Linked DNA regions of Mus musculus: all the other regions are linked to region 2. The links are chromatin contacts, called in public Hi-C and Micro-C maps. All regions are on one chromosome and are shown on one strand. Each heading gives the region's core, a stretch centred on a gene start, on an enhancer-like site or on the middle of the called end of the contact. The rest is flanking DNA. Distances are from core to core; before and after follow the strand shown.

Region 1 (4,360 bases), core at 977-3,476, 290 kb after region 2:
GAGCCAGCTCTGCACATGAGGCCTGTCCTCCCCTGCCCTCCCCTCCCAAAAGAAGCTCCCTTCTGCACCCAGTGGCTCTGCTTCCTGGGGAAGCAAAGAAGATGGGGACTTGGCAGCCGGTCTGTGTGCAGTCCTCACCAAAGGACTTAAAAGAGACAGGAAGTGGAAGGAGGAGCAGATGGGGGAGGGGTGACGGGGTGCAGCGCACTGCCCTTTTGAGCCACCTTCTGACTGGGTGTGGGTGCTCATGAATGAATTCCTGCTTGTGTGTTGGCGGCTTCTGAATGAGTGTGACTCTCTCTCTCTCTCTCTCTCTCTCTCTCTCTCTCTCTCTCTCTCTCTCTCTGTGTGTGTGTGTGTGTGTGTGTGTTTGTAAGAGAATGGGGCGTGTACATCTATATTCAAACTCAGTTGAGAAGAGGAAGGGAGCAAAGACCAAGATGGGGGCGGGAAGAAGATAATTACCTCACTGTGATGAGAGATTACCCACCCTCCTTCCCCAGAGGTGATTTATAATTTAAAGATAAAGAATAATCAGGTCCTGGCAAGGAAGGACACAGTGTTGTGGGTCTGATTAGAATCTCAGGATGGACCAGCGCGGTGAGGGTGGGAGGGGGCAGGGAAGAAACTGAGGGGAGGAGAGCCCTGCCCCCCTCCTTCTGCCTCCTGTCCCAGCCTCCCAGAGGCTCAGCATGTCCGAGCTTGGCCCAAATTACAGGCGATCGGTCCCCCATTATTTCTCCTAACTTTTAATTTCTGCTTCCGAAGGATCATTGCCCGCGGTAATTGCAAAGGACCGTCCTTGTGCAGAGCAGGCTCTCGGGACCGTAGTGGGAGGAGGAATGCATACCCGCTGGAGCACACGTCGTAGGCGCACACACTCACACTCTGGGCACGCCAGTTCCATCGCCGGGTCCCACCTGGGTCCTTCAGAGGCGGGTCAGCTCATTGGCCTGAGCGAGAGGAGGAGGAAAACTAGGAAGCGAAGCATCGGCTACCTGACCCTCATCCTCCAAAGCCGGGCTCGACCTTCCGAGGTCGTCCGCCGAGACTGTCCTGTAAATCTCCAGACTGGACAAGACGGTGCACAAACGCTCAGGCCTCAAACGGCCCTTCTGATTTGTTAGGGATGGGGAAGAGGACAGTTTCCGTATTATTTCTGGAAGAAACACATATTTTCCCGTTACATGAAGGGTATCGATCTTTATGTAGGCCACCTGCTATTTGTGCGATTTTTCGGTCACCCTTTGGGGGGGGGGCGGGGACTAGGACGGCCGTCTAGCCCTACTCATTTCGATTCCACTTCTAATGAGCGTCACTCGCGGGCGCCAGCCCCGCCTCTTGCGGGGGATTTCGAGTCGTCCCTAATTTGATCCAGCCAAGGGGGCGGGAGTCAAAGCCAGTGAGGATGGAGGGACAGAGATTCTGACCAGATTGCTCCAGACGCGGAAAAACAGCAATCGAGGGCAGCGGAAACCGAAACTCTGGGAACACGCCCCACAAGGGGCTGAAGACCCTGGAGAGACTCAGAACCCGCAAGAACCCCTCTCTCCCTTTCCGTCCTAGCAGCGGAAGGCGCGAGAGCCCCTGGTGCCAGGATAGCCCAGAACCCCGCGTGCCACGGCAGCAGGAGAGACCTGCCTTAGCGGTACCCTGAGCTGGGATGTCCAGGCCAACTCGGGGCGCGTGGGTTCCCACGTCCTGGGGCCTCTGCAGCCCTCCACAGCCAACTGATCCCGCAATTATTTAAAAGGCGACTGTCTCCTCCCCCTTCGCCAAGGAGGCGGGCACGCAGTTTCCAGCCCCGCGGAGGCGCAGCGGCACGGTGCTGAGCACCCCAGCCTCCAGTGGACTGTGCTCTGGCTCCGGGCAGGGCGTCTGTCTGTCCGTCTCTGCGGCTCAGTCCGTGAGTCCCGTACCGGGCCCGCCTACTCCGCTTGGGACCGTTCGCAGCCAATTAGGCGTGAGCGCTAACGAGGGAAGCGGAACCCTGCGGCCGCCTGCGGGCGCACGTGTGTGCGGCGTGTGGGCGCGTGGGCGCCTCCGGCGGGGCCGCCATAAATGCACTGGCCCGGCGCGGCGGGCGCCTGAAGCGGTGGCGGAGGCAAGGCCAGGCAGCACCAGCAGAGCGGGAACAGCTGGGCTGAGGCTGATTTTGCGGGGCGCAGGGATGGGATCCCAGTAGGTAGCGGGGGCCCGAGCCGCCTGAGCGGCCCGAGGCCCGCATGAGTACCAGCGGCCCGGCGGCACCCGGGGACGTCCCCGCGCTGCCACCGCCACCGCCCGGGCCCGGCTCGGGGCCCGCACCGCCGGCTCCTGCGGCTACAGCTCGGGACACTATGGACGGACGAGCTGAGCTGCCCATCTTTCCCCGGGCTGGAGTGCCACCGCTCGCGGCCAGCGACACTGTTCCCGCGGTGCCAGAGGGGGCTGGAGCGGCCCGGCCCGCCGCGCCCCCGCGCCCCACCTCCTTCTCCGTGTTGGACATCCTAGATCCCAACAAGTTCAACAGTAGGAGACGCCGCTGCGTGCTACTGGGCCCTGTGGTGCCCGCTACGTGTGCCCCATGCGCCCCGGCCGCGTGCGTCGCGGTCCCCGCTGCCTCCGGACGTTCGCCGCGCGCAGAGCTAGAACGCCGAGCCCTCTCCGCCGCCACAGGAGTCGCAGCGGCCGCGGGAGCTGAGCCTACAAGTGAGTATAAGGGGTTGGTGATAGGGGCGAGGACACCGACTGCTCCGGAATGTTTATGCTCCCGGCGAGCTGGGCCTGACCCAAGCGCCGCCGGGCTCTGTGGAAAGTTCGCAGAGCGCGGGGTCCGCCCCAAGCATCCGTGGCCTCCTCCCGACCCGGACTCTAGGGCCCTCACTGCTGCACGCTTCTGGAAAGGTTCTGTTGGGCCAAATCTGGGGCCTTGGGGTTGCGACTACGGTCCAGGATTCATCTAGTCAATCTTTGGTGTTGGAGGGTAGTTGGTGCTGGAGGCAAAGGGACATGCGGCGACTGACTTGGTGACTTACCCACCCCCACCGTGGCCTTCCCGGCCCTCCCCCTTTGGACAAATCAGACTAATTGTGACAAAACGCTGGTTATCTCTGGAAAAACAATTAAATCCCTTCGATTACAGTTAAAGGGAAATGTGCTTAGCGGCGGAAAGCGGCCGGTAATGGGGCGGCCCGCGCCCCCTTTGCGGTCGATATCCCATTACGGCGCATGCATATCTCTTTCAAGCACCTTGCAAACTCCCCCCGAACATCTAAATTATAGGGTCAAAATTCGGATAATTACTCGATTAAAACCTATTACACTTATTAGGGGCCGCTATTGATCGCGAATTGCATTCGACCAGCTCCTGATTGCTTTTTGTGCCCCTCCCCCGTCCTCCTCTAACTTCTTGGCCCCTGCGCCTCTCATGGACCAGAACGCTCAGGGAGAACTGGACTGGGGCCGCCAGCTCTACCAACGCGGTTGCATTGACCTTCCGTTCCTAGAGAGAGGAAGGGCAGGCCATGCAGGCTGCAGTTGGACCCCTCTCTCCGCCAAGGGGTTGGTCTACGAGGAACTCGCGGCTGCCTGCTGGAGCTGTGTAGGGAGGGAGCGAGCGCTGCACAGTTGGGAGAGGGCAGCCAGGCAGGGCTGGGGCAGGGATGACTGGCTACGTGTCGCCTGAGGGAATAGTTGTCCTGCTAAGACCTGGGAGTTGAGGACAGGACACCCGCACTCTTCATGCGACCTGGGTCATTTGAGCTGGGTTATTTTCGAGTTGCGATTTTATGCTCCAGTATGTCAGCGTCAACTCGATCTGAGAGCTGAACACCGGCCCTGGGTCGGAAAACGTGGAGGCCTCCTCTGGCATTTAAAGACCACCTGTGGGTGAGGGGCATGAAAGGTCCTCAGATTCCTGCAGAGCAGACAGACAGCCTTGCAAAATTTCAGAGGCAAAATGCAGTCATGGCGGCAGCATCTCTCTGGATGCAGCGGGATTAGCGCTCATACTCCCTCCCAGGGCCCTGCTTAGAGGTTCACAATACGCTTTCCCAGCCTCCAAACTCAACCAGCCCACGGGAAGCTGGAGCCCGCTTAAGACAGAGTCGCTGGGGAGCTGGTTGGTGGGCCCCAGAGGTCCGCAGGGAAGTCAGCACTTTGCGACGCCTAGTTTTCAGGGCCTGAAGCCTGAGGTAGGGACAGCTCCCAGACGACCGATTTTGGTTTTCAGAAGTGGCCTCCTCACAGCCGGCCGACCCCACCCCAGGCCTCGCGCCCCTCCAGCTATTAACTGTGCGGTAATTGGCTGGCCCCGCGCCCGCTGTAATTGGAAGGTAATATACGCCCAAATAAATTAAATGGACTTTAACTAGTTTGT
Region 2 (4,192 bases), core at 909-3,408:
CGATCCCGGGCGGCCCGGCTCAGCTTCGGTTCCCGCAGCAGGGTCGTGCCAGGAGGCCACCGTCACTGCCTGAGGCACAGAGAGGGTGTGCGCTCCGCCCCGCCGCCCCTACCCGAGCTCACTGACACCCGACGCAAGAAGTAATATCTTCATCTGAATACACATGCTAATGTGGTCTCCTCGCGGGCCATTCGGCACCCGGGAAGCAGGGCAGTCCTAGCAGGCGCTAAAAGCGCGCGCTGACCTCCCGACCGCCTCTGTCACGCCGCTGAAAGACACGCACATTCAAGTTCCCGGCCCACTTTCATTCATAAAAAAAAAGAAAGAAAGAAAGAAAGAAAGAAAATGACATTGTTCCAGGAGGCTGCAGCCGCTGGAGAGAGGGGCGCGGGGGCGCCGGGAGGGGCACACCGCCATCTGCCTCCTCCCGCTGCGCCCGCCGCACTCGCACCTCCCCGAGAGGCCGCGCCGCCATCAATGCGCGGTTTGTGGCCGCCGAGGTACAAAGGAGCGGCTGTTCGGGCCTCAGCTCGGGTGGGGCGACAACTTACCGAGCGAAAGCCTCCCTTCGCGCGGCCTCCCGCCAGACCGCTGCTCTGCTTTGCCACGCTGCCACCGGGCACAGCCGGGGGCCGCGCGCGTCGCACCTCCGGGCAACCAAGGGACGCAGAGCGGACCGTGGCTCCCTTTCGCATCCTTGGCCTCCGGGCCCCGTTTGAGGGCATTCAAGTGTCCCATCGGACTTTGGTGGCCAGCGGGACTACCTAGGCGGCGCCAAGATCCTGGGACAACCGCCCCTCATCTCCCAGCGTGCGGCCTGAAGGGCAGTCTGTGCGCGCCCCTGGGAACCGACCCCTCAGGCCGCCTACAGGATAAGAGGGGAGCAGCCGCACTGAAGCTGTCACCTTGTCATGCGAAACCCTGAAGCTGAGCTTTGGCTGGGATACTACTATCCACCCCGCAACGTCCAGCCTTCCTTTAGCTGAAGCAGAGGAAGAACTGTTCCGGGAGAACGGCTGAATCAATAACAGGCATTTTTCCTCCTCTCAAATTCGAGAAGCAACAATAGGAATCGTGGGAAGTCAGCTCGCGCGCCTTCCCAACGCCCCTCTGCCTGGGACCACCGTCACGGGCACCGGTCCACGTGACGCCTCGCACTTGGGTGGTGGCTCCCAGCCTACAGACACCCCTATAAACTGCCGCGTCCGAGCTGACAGCGATCTGCGGGGCAGGGGACAAACCTCGGCGCACTAGCCCCTGTGGTGCTAATCAACCCGACGCCCCTTCCTCACCCAAGGGCTGTTCACCATTGCCAAAGCCCCTGTGATTCAGGGCCGGCCCCCAGAAGAACACCTTGGGTCAGTCCTTACCTGCCGCTCTCCGCACAACTCGCTGCTCTGGACCAGGAGGCTCGGAAGTAGCTCCAGCCACGACCGCCACGCAGAACACTAGCACGCAGGCCGGGACTACCATGGCTCCAGAGCGGGGGCCGCGGCGTCCTCAAGCAGCGCGCGCGGGCATGCTGCAACCCCCCACGCCCGGCTCCGGCGCCGGTGGGAGAACGCCTCTGTGGAGACTACAGGAGGAGAGCACTGAGTTACTCCGGAGGGCAGCGGGGAAGCGCGGCCTCGCTCCTGAACCCCGACCCCCGGCCGCCCCGCCCGCCGACTCCTAGCTCTCTCCCGGGCTGCCTGGCGCCGGCCGCCTCCTCCCAGCCGCGGTTCCTCCCTCCTCCTTCCCTCCCTGGTTGCCGCAGAGCCCTCCCAGGACGGAGGCAGTAGCCGCAAACTTTCCAGAGCGGGAAGCCCGCGCCTTGCCCCGGCCTCGCCGCACTTACGAACCGCTCCACTTCCCGCATATCTCACCCCCTGACTGCTTCTGAGCCCGCCCGGAACCTCCGAGTGCCAGCCGAGTCCTTCACACTAACCTGGCGGCCGCTAGAGCCCAACTCACCACGCGCGGCTCCGTCTCTCGGCCCGCTTTTCCAGGGTCTCCTCTGTCCCAGTGGCCGGCCGCCCACCACTGAGTCCCCCCGCCGGAGTGGATCGCACGGCGCCAGCTGCTCCCGCCACCCCCGCTGCCACAGTGCACTGAACTGGGGCTGCCCGGCGCGCAGCAGCCCGGGCGGGGGTTGGGGGGTGCTCCCGCCACGCCCCGAACACTCCCCTTCCCCGGCGGCCAGGGGGCGGGAGATCCGAAGAGGCGTGGTCAGGCGGGGGCGCCGGGCGGTCCCAGAGGGCGTGGGAGCCCAGCTGGGGCGGAGCAGGCGAGGCAAGGGTCGCACGCTCGACCCCTTGAAGCAATGCCGAGCTCAGGACTGTCTACCAGCACGCTTCTCCCTCCAATAAAGCTGTGCTCAAGGGCTCAGAAGGTTGACTTCGGTGGGGGTCTAGGTGTTAGGGCGTCTTCACAGTGAACTGGCCCCCTGAGCTGAATGAACCCTGTGCAAAGAGCACTAAATCCTCAGGTACAAAGCCTGACAGTTCCAGGAAGACAAATACAAATACGTGTGAACAGGTCTTCCAGTGAAGGATGGAGCAGAGTTTACATGATGAAAGACCCAGGGATTGCACCCTAGAAAAGACGGACACGCTGCTGTATTTATCAAACTAACCAGCTGCCTGCATCCTGCTCAGGAACGATGTCCACACTTCCCCAAGAACACACAGGTTTTGGAAGAAACTTACCCAGCCTCTCGGAATAGCGAGAAGAGCTGGGGATACAAAGCAGGGGAGCCTGCCCTACCCTAAGGCTGCCTGAACTCCAACCTATGGATGTCCTAGCACAGCACGCCCATCATGTGGGACACATTCCATCTGGGGAGTGTCACAATGACAGCTGGTCCCTGGAGGATCAGCCTGGTCACCCCATCATGCTGGCAAGCTGTAGGTCCTGCCTGGCAGAACTTCTGTAACAGCAACCACCCTGTGACTGATGGCCTCTCTACCCTCACAAGGCAGGGAACCTTGTCTCACTTTCAGACAAGTTCCACAAGGTCTGATGAAGCCTATGGGAGCCAGATACATGGGGACCTGGCTCAGTGCTTCTGCCCAGTCTGGCTGTATGTGGCTTGAAGAACTTAAAACTGCTCATGGGGGGGGTGGGGGGGGGAATGGCTCGTGGGTTACGAACACCTTTCACTGGCTTACTCATCACCCTTATCTTTCCCAGATAGCTGAGCAGGGAAAGCCCTGGCCCCAGAACCCTCATGCTCTCATCCCTGTGTGTCCACCCTAGAGCTGGGCAGCTCTGCCTACTGTTACTCCTGCTCTGGCCAAGGACCCCTCCCTGCAGACTGGCTAGAATCCAGTCCTGGGTTCCCATGGCACCCCCAGGCAGCTGCCCACAGGTCCTCTCCCAGGATGCCACCCCAGGGGGTCATAGCAGACATTCTCCCCTAATCTATTGGCAGATTAGTTATCAGTAAATGAACCAGAATGTGAGCTCTGACCCCTATTTCCACGCCCTTCGTCTGGAGGATTTATCAGAACCCTCCACACTCTGTAACTGGGAGCTGAGCATCCATCCAAACAGCAATACTTCTTTATTTCTGAGATGACCTCCTTGTTAGAAATACCCAGTCAGGAATCTCAGGCCAGTGTTGGTTGTTCTCTGAACCCCATGGCCCAACAGACCATCTCTCTCAAGCTACCTTGTTTTCCAATGGGCTACACATGCAGGAAAGAGGACTCTAAGCAGGGTACTCCCACTCCTCTGATCCTCCCCCAACCCTGTGGCCTTACACTGGCCAGCTCTTGTAGACCCCTGCTCAACTGCAGCAGTGGGGGGGGGGGAATCAGCCCCCTTCATTAAAAATGAGCTGTGTGGTGTTCACAACTATTCACAACTTGTATTCCTTTTTTTTTTTTTTTTTTTTTTTTGGTTTTTCGAGACAGGGTTTCTCTGTAGCCCTGGCTGTCCTGAAACTCACTTTGTAGACCAGGCAGACCTTGAACTCAGAAATCCGCCTGCCTCTGCCTCCCGAGTGCTGGGATTAAAGGCGTGGGCTACCACGCCCGGCTACAACTTGTATTCCTGTATTGAGCCGACTTCCAGATTAAAATCTGGTTGTCTTAAATTTACTTTTTCAATTCAGGACAACAGAAGTCTGAGGTCAAGTTGGGCTGGCTGTGGGCCCTGAGTAGGCTTCTTCCTGCCTGTTATAACTCTGGGGCCTGCAGGCATCCATGGC
Region 3 (4,832 bases), core at 788-3,287, 270 kb before region 2:
GACAGAGACACCAGGACACTGCCTATGCAAGCAGGTCATCCTGCGCCGGGCTGAGAAGGCACCCAACTAGAGCCCTCCCTGGGCAGCTTCAGAGCCCACTAGGCTGTCAGAGTCGGGCGACAAGCACCACACCGTTTCCAACTTCATTTGTGCTGTGGAGGAGGAAAAAAACGCACAAGAGCAAAAGTTGTCTCCTCCGAATGACCTTGGGTGAGTCGCCTCAAGCTCCTCATCTGCAGAATGGGATGGCATGGAATGGGAGGGGGTGTGCTTCAGACAGCAGAGGGTATCCTCCCTGTATCCCTGGCTCTGGCGAACAGTCTCCCTGGCTCCCCGCGGAGCTGGCTGTCTTCCCGTCATAAATTAGCACTTGAGCCTCAGGCGGCCTCCCCCGCCCAAAGATTATATATATAGTTGTCGCGCCGGGCCGCAGCTGCAGCGCTACCTGCCCTGTCACGCCGCCCCCACCCGGGATGCCCCGCGACGGAAAGAACGGGCGCCGCGGACTGAGTTGCCAACCCTGTGTTTCCCAGTCCGCAGCGCCCTGCACTCAGCCCGCGCTGGTTCCCACGCCCGGCCCAGGAGCCTTGGCCGAAAGCCCGGAGCGCTGCGCCGCTGGTGCAAGCGGGTCTCCTCCCAACCGGTCCAGCGTACCGACGCGGCACCGGGGCTCCGAGATGGGAACCCAGAAGGAAGGCAAAGAGAGTCAAGCGCGACGGTCCCCGGAGGGGTCCGCTGGACCCGCTGGAGCCGGGCCGGTGCGGGACTGCCGCAGCCCCGCCGGCCCCCCGCCCCCCGCGGCGCACTGACCGGCCAGCAGGGCGTAGAGCAGTTGGGTGCGCGGGTGCTGCCGCAGGCCGCGGAAAGCCGTGTTGGGGATGCGCTCCAAGATGCCGTCGTAGAAGATGCGGCGCGCCGCCTCCTGCTCGGCTGCGCGGAACTCGCGGATGCACACGCCGCGCCCCTCCGGCGGCCCCGCGCCCCCGGTGCCTCCGTGGGGCTGGGGACCTGCCGCGGGTGGGGGTGCGGCGGCCGGCCCGGGCGCGGCGGGCAGCGGGGGCCACATGGCTCCGGCGGCGACGAGCAGCGCGTCCTTCTTGGCCCCCGGCAGTGCCTCATGGTCCTCCGTAGCCACGATCTTCGTCTCGCAGACCATGTCGGGAGGCCCACAATGCATGCACCCGGCCGGGCGGCGCAGCGCGAGGACGCGAGCCGGCGGCAGCGGGCAGAGCCCGAGCCCAGGGCAAGGGCGCGGCGCCCTCGGACCCGCGGCGGCAGCGGCGGCGGCAGCGGCTCAGGGGCGCAGGGCGGAGGCGGCGGGCGGCCGGGGCGCGCGCAGGGAGCTGCGCCGCATTTTGGAGAAGTATTTATAATGCAGCGGCGCCGGTGCAGTCGCGGCGCCCGGGGTCCCGCAGGGTCCTAGCGTCCACTGCATTGGCTGCCGAGGGTCACCATGTGATCTCGGGGGTGGGAGCAGACGCCGCCTCTGCGCCCGCCCGATGGCACACTTGGGCTGCGTGGCTGGCGGACCGCGGGAGCACGGAGGGGCCGAACGGAGAGCGTGCGAGGAAGTGGTCCTCAGTGAACGACAGCAGGGACAGGGTGCTCAGAGAGGCGCTGCGTAAGGGGCTTGAGGCTCGCCAGGAGGTCGGAGAGTGATGGACGCCTCCTACCCCGCCCCTGAGCTCCCGCAAAGCTGCCGCTGCGCTCGGACCTGCGTTCCTGCAGCAAAGCGTCCTCTTCTTCCGCGGCCGCTGGCAGTAATCACGGAAGTGTCTCCATCTCCCACCCCTTTGTCTGTACGCGGCGCCCGGCCGAAGTCCTCGTGAGGGGCCCCGTGTTCCTTTGGCAGGCGCCCTCCGAGCCCGCGGCCGGGGCCGAACGGACTGAGAGAGTGAGGACGCGGCTGAAATGTGGTTTGATGCACGCGCTGCCTGACAGCCGAACCCCACCCCACTCCAATCTGACACCCGACCGTTCCCGGCAGCGGACCTGCGGAATTGCAGGACCCCTCCCGGCTCGGCCCCCGCCTTCCGCGGTCCGCGCATGCGCCCCGTGGCCTTGGTGCAGGTGCAGCGGGGGCTCGCTTCAGAGCCGCGGTCTCACAGTCCCCCGGAGCAAGACGTGCAGACGCAGCAGACAGGGCGCGCATGGAGTGGGGAATGCGTAGTGGCATATCCACTTTCCTAGGTCACGGGAATGGGCACCCCCAAAGCCGAATCATCCTCGTGCTCGCGGAGACCCTCTCCGGGCCGGAGGACCCTCAGTCTGCGTTATGCCGCACCATTGTTGGAGCCAGCAGAACGGCTAAGGTCACCTAGAGACTGAAGGGGCCTGTCTCGCAAATGGAACCTGGGAGTAGGGTAATCAAACAGCCAGGGTTGTCAGCACAAGGGGACTGAGAAGGAGAGGGTCAGGCTAGAGAGGATTTTCCTCACTGTTTTCGAGACACGGGGGCGGGGGAGTGGGACTTATCTGGGTCCCAGAGGCGACCTTCCTGGACACTGATGCTAAATCTCTCAATATTTCAAAGGAACTCACTGATAGTATCTGAACAGGCCGGGGCACCGACTAGCCACATTGACTTCTCCTGAGTCCCGAGGTTGGCTGGGTGGTCTGCAGGACCAGTGCCGGCCTGTAAGGGCTGAGGACAGTCAGGCAGAAGGGCCCCGAGGAAAGTGAGGCTGAGCATTGAGGACCCATCTGGTGGAGCCAAGAAGTTCTGACTCAGGACCCTAGGTTTGCGGGTCACTGAAGCCTGTAAGCCTTAGAAGCAACAAAATGGTCCGGTGCCTATAGGGTATCTCTCCACACCCCTGACCAGAGTTGCTCCTTCGTCTTTCTGCACCTCCGGGCCTAGGGGATTTGCAAGACTCACATCAGCGCGACCAGAATCCCCCTCAGTTCTGCAGAGCACCCATTCCCTGGTCTGCCTAACCATTCCTTCCATTGCCCCGGTCCTCCTATAATCATTTGCCCACCCCGCCCCCGCCCCCATGGCCATGATGGTGGCCTGCGCTATAACCAACACATCGGAACCGTCTGAAAGCGTGAAGGGGCCAAGACTGGAGCCCAGGGTCTTGGAGACTTAAAGATACTACCCTAGGAGTTGCGCAGACAGCAGGACAATCCATGGCCCTGTTTAGCCCTGTTCCTCCTTCCTGTCGTGGGGCGCCCTCTGCCGTTCTCCCTTAGGCCATTCCTGGGTGGCATCAAGGTCCTCTTTAATAAAGCAGCAGCCTAGAGCCACTCTACCTCTCCCGAGCTCCCCACGATGGCTTACACACTCCTCTGCCTGGGTGTGTAGGAAGACTCAGGAGACCCAGCTTGGCTTCCTCACATCCTGCAGCTGAATGCACCTTCCAGGAGCCTAGAAGTGCCTGCCTACAGCCTGGCAGGGGTAAAGACGTCTATCAAGATTTCAGAGACAGAGTGGGGACGGGTGCCCTGGACCCTACACCTGAACATTCATGGGTTAGGAATGCTTCCTTAATAGGGCAGCCCTCCAACCACGGTGTGTTCTTTAAGGATGTTGGGTAAAGAGGACTTATCCTTGCCTGGCATGGCTGCCCCAGGGTCTGTTTGGGGAAGAAGAACCCCATACTGAAAATGTAGAGAAAAAGGAGTGGGTAGTGGGAATATCCACAGCCAAGGTAGTCCTGGGAGATGGCCCTGGGCTCGATGCTGAAAGCTATAAACCACTGGGGACTGGGGGAGGACAGGAGCCTTTAAGAGAGCAGGAGAGCCCAAAGCACAGAGAAGAGAAACAGGCTCAAAAGCCGCGAAGAGGTGCCACCAAAATGGGAATTCTGCAATAATATTTCCAGGCCAGAACTTCTGGAGGTCCAGACTCAACTCCCTCTGAGTTTGAAAGAAAGAAAGGGAAGAGAGAGAGAGACAGAGACAGAGACAGAGACAGAGAGAGAGAGAGAGAGATGCCTCCAGACAAGCTCAGGCATTCTAATTGAGATACTTCTAATTGAGATAATATTTTATGTAATTCTTATCCTAGAAACTAGACTTATGAGCGATATGATTCAGAACAATGTCTCTTTAATAAAGCATTAAATTTTGCACTGTCATGCATTCATATACAGATTGGCAGCCAAACTTCATAATGTGAAAGTGATGTTTCTAGTATTGATTTTAAAGAGAATAAATTGTTTTAAAATTGGATTTTGCTTTTTCAAAGTTGTAGATATTATTCTAACGTTGCAAAAGAAACTTAAAAATTATGGTTAAAATTGCCAGTGTTCCATTGACTGCAGCTTGCAGTTTGATCACAAGCTTAAGATTTTTAACTCACCCATATATTGTTAATTAAGATTATTACAAGAGTAATCATCTTATGAGAGTGCTAATGCAGCTCATTTCGGCCATCCAGCCATACAAAGCAAGGCAGACTTATAGATATATTTGTCTTTGTACAGAAATTAGACCCTCATACAATCAGTTTGGCTATGGTTGCAGCCTGGCAGGATACTACAGTACAAGCAATTTTTTCACAGCACTAAAGTTATAAAGAACATTTAAACTATAAGTCGTTTTAAGAAAGACTGTCCAAAATTAGAGGTATAGACAGACAGATTGTTCCCCTAGAATCTGTCCTTGTACTGGCTAGTTTTGTGTCAACTTGACACAGCTGGAGTTATCACAGAGAAAGGAACTTCAGTTGAGGAAATGCCTCCATGAGATCCAACTGTAAGGCATTTTCTCAATTAGTGATCAAGGGGGAAAGGCCCCTTGTGGGTGGGACCATCTCTGGGCTGGTAGTCTTGAGTTCTATAAGAGAGCAGGCTGAGCAAGCCAGAAAAAGCAAGCCAGTAAGGAAC

What was found. Hi-C and Micro-C count contacts between places; a contact is called where the count stands out from the background.
Region 1: a contact with region 2 is called in a Hi-C map of embryonic stem cells, with 5 times the contacts expected there. The contact joins the promoter of Nkx1-1 here to the promoter of Fgfr3 in region 2. A contact is called at or near these places in 7 of 39 promoter capture datasets (the 3T3-L1 cell line, embryonic stem cells, hematopoietic stem and progenitor cells and 1 more), 24 of 484 Hi-C or Micro-C datasets (differentiating embryonic stem cells, embryonic stem cells, stem cell-derived epiblast-like cells and 1 more), 5 of 115 datasets of contacts at active chromatin or transcription factors (all in embryonic stem cells) and 2 of 9 other capture datasets (adipose tissue and embryonic stem cells).
Region 3: a contact with region 2 is called in a Micro-C map of embryonic stem cells, with 3 times the contacts expected there. The contact joins the promoter of Nat8l here to the promoter of Fgfr3 in region 2. A contact is called at or near these places in 4 of 39 promoter capture datasets (embryonic stem cells, hematopoietic stem and progenitor cells, neural stem cells and 1 more), 7 of 484 Hi-C or Micro-C datasets (all in embryonic stem cells), 3 of 115 datasets of contacts at active chromatin or transcription factors (embryonic stem cells and pancreatic cancer cells) and 1 of 9 other capture datasets (liver).

The regions. Positions count from the first base shown.
Region 1 is chr5:33,431,956-33,436,315 of GRCm38.p6, reverse strand. It overlaps Nkx1-1 (NK1 homeobox 1), which reads left to right and starts at 2,226. Exons shown (of 2, transcript NM_011320.1): 1 at 2,226-2,691. The coding sequence starts at 2,226.
Region 2 is chr5:33,719,690-33,723,881 of GRCm38.p6, reverse strand. It overlaps Fgfr3 (fibroblast growth factor receptor 3), which reads right to left and starts at 2,158. Exons shown (of 18, transcript NM_008010.5): 1 at 1,954-2,158; 2 at 1,371-1,576. The coding sequence starts at 1,473. RefSeq lists enhancers at 1,688-1,746, 1,577-1,953 and promoters at 2,109-2,313, 1,473-2,313.
Region 3 is chr5:33,993,189-33,998,020 of GRCm38.p6, reverse strand. Nat8l (N-acetyltransferase 8-like) reads right to left here and starts at 2,037. Exons shown (of 3, transcript NM_001001985.3): 1 at 811-2,037. The coding sequence starts at 1,177.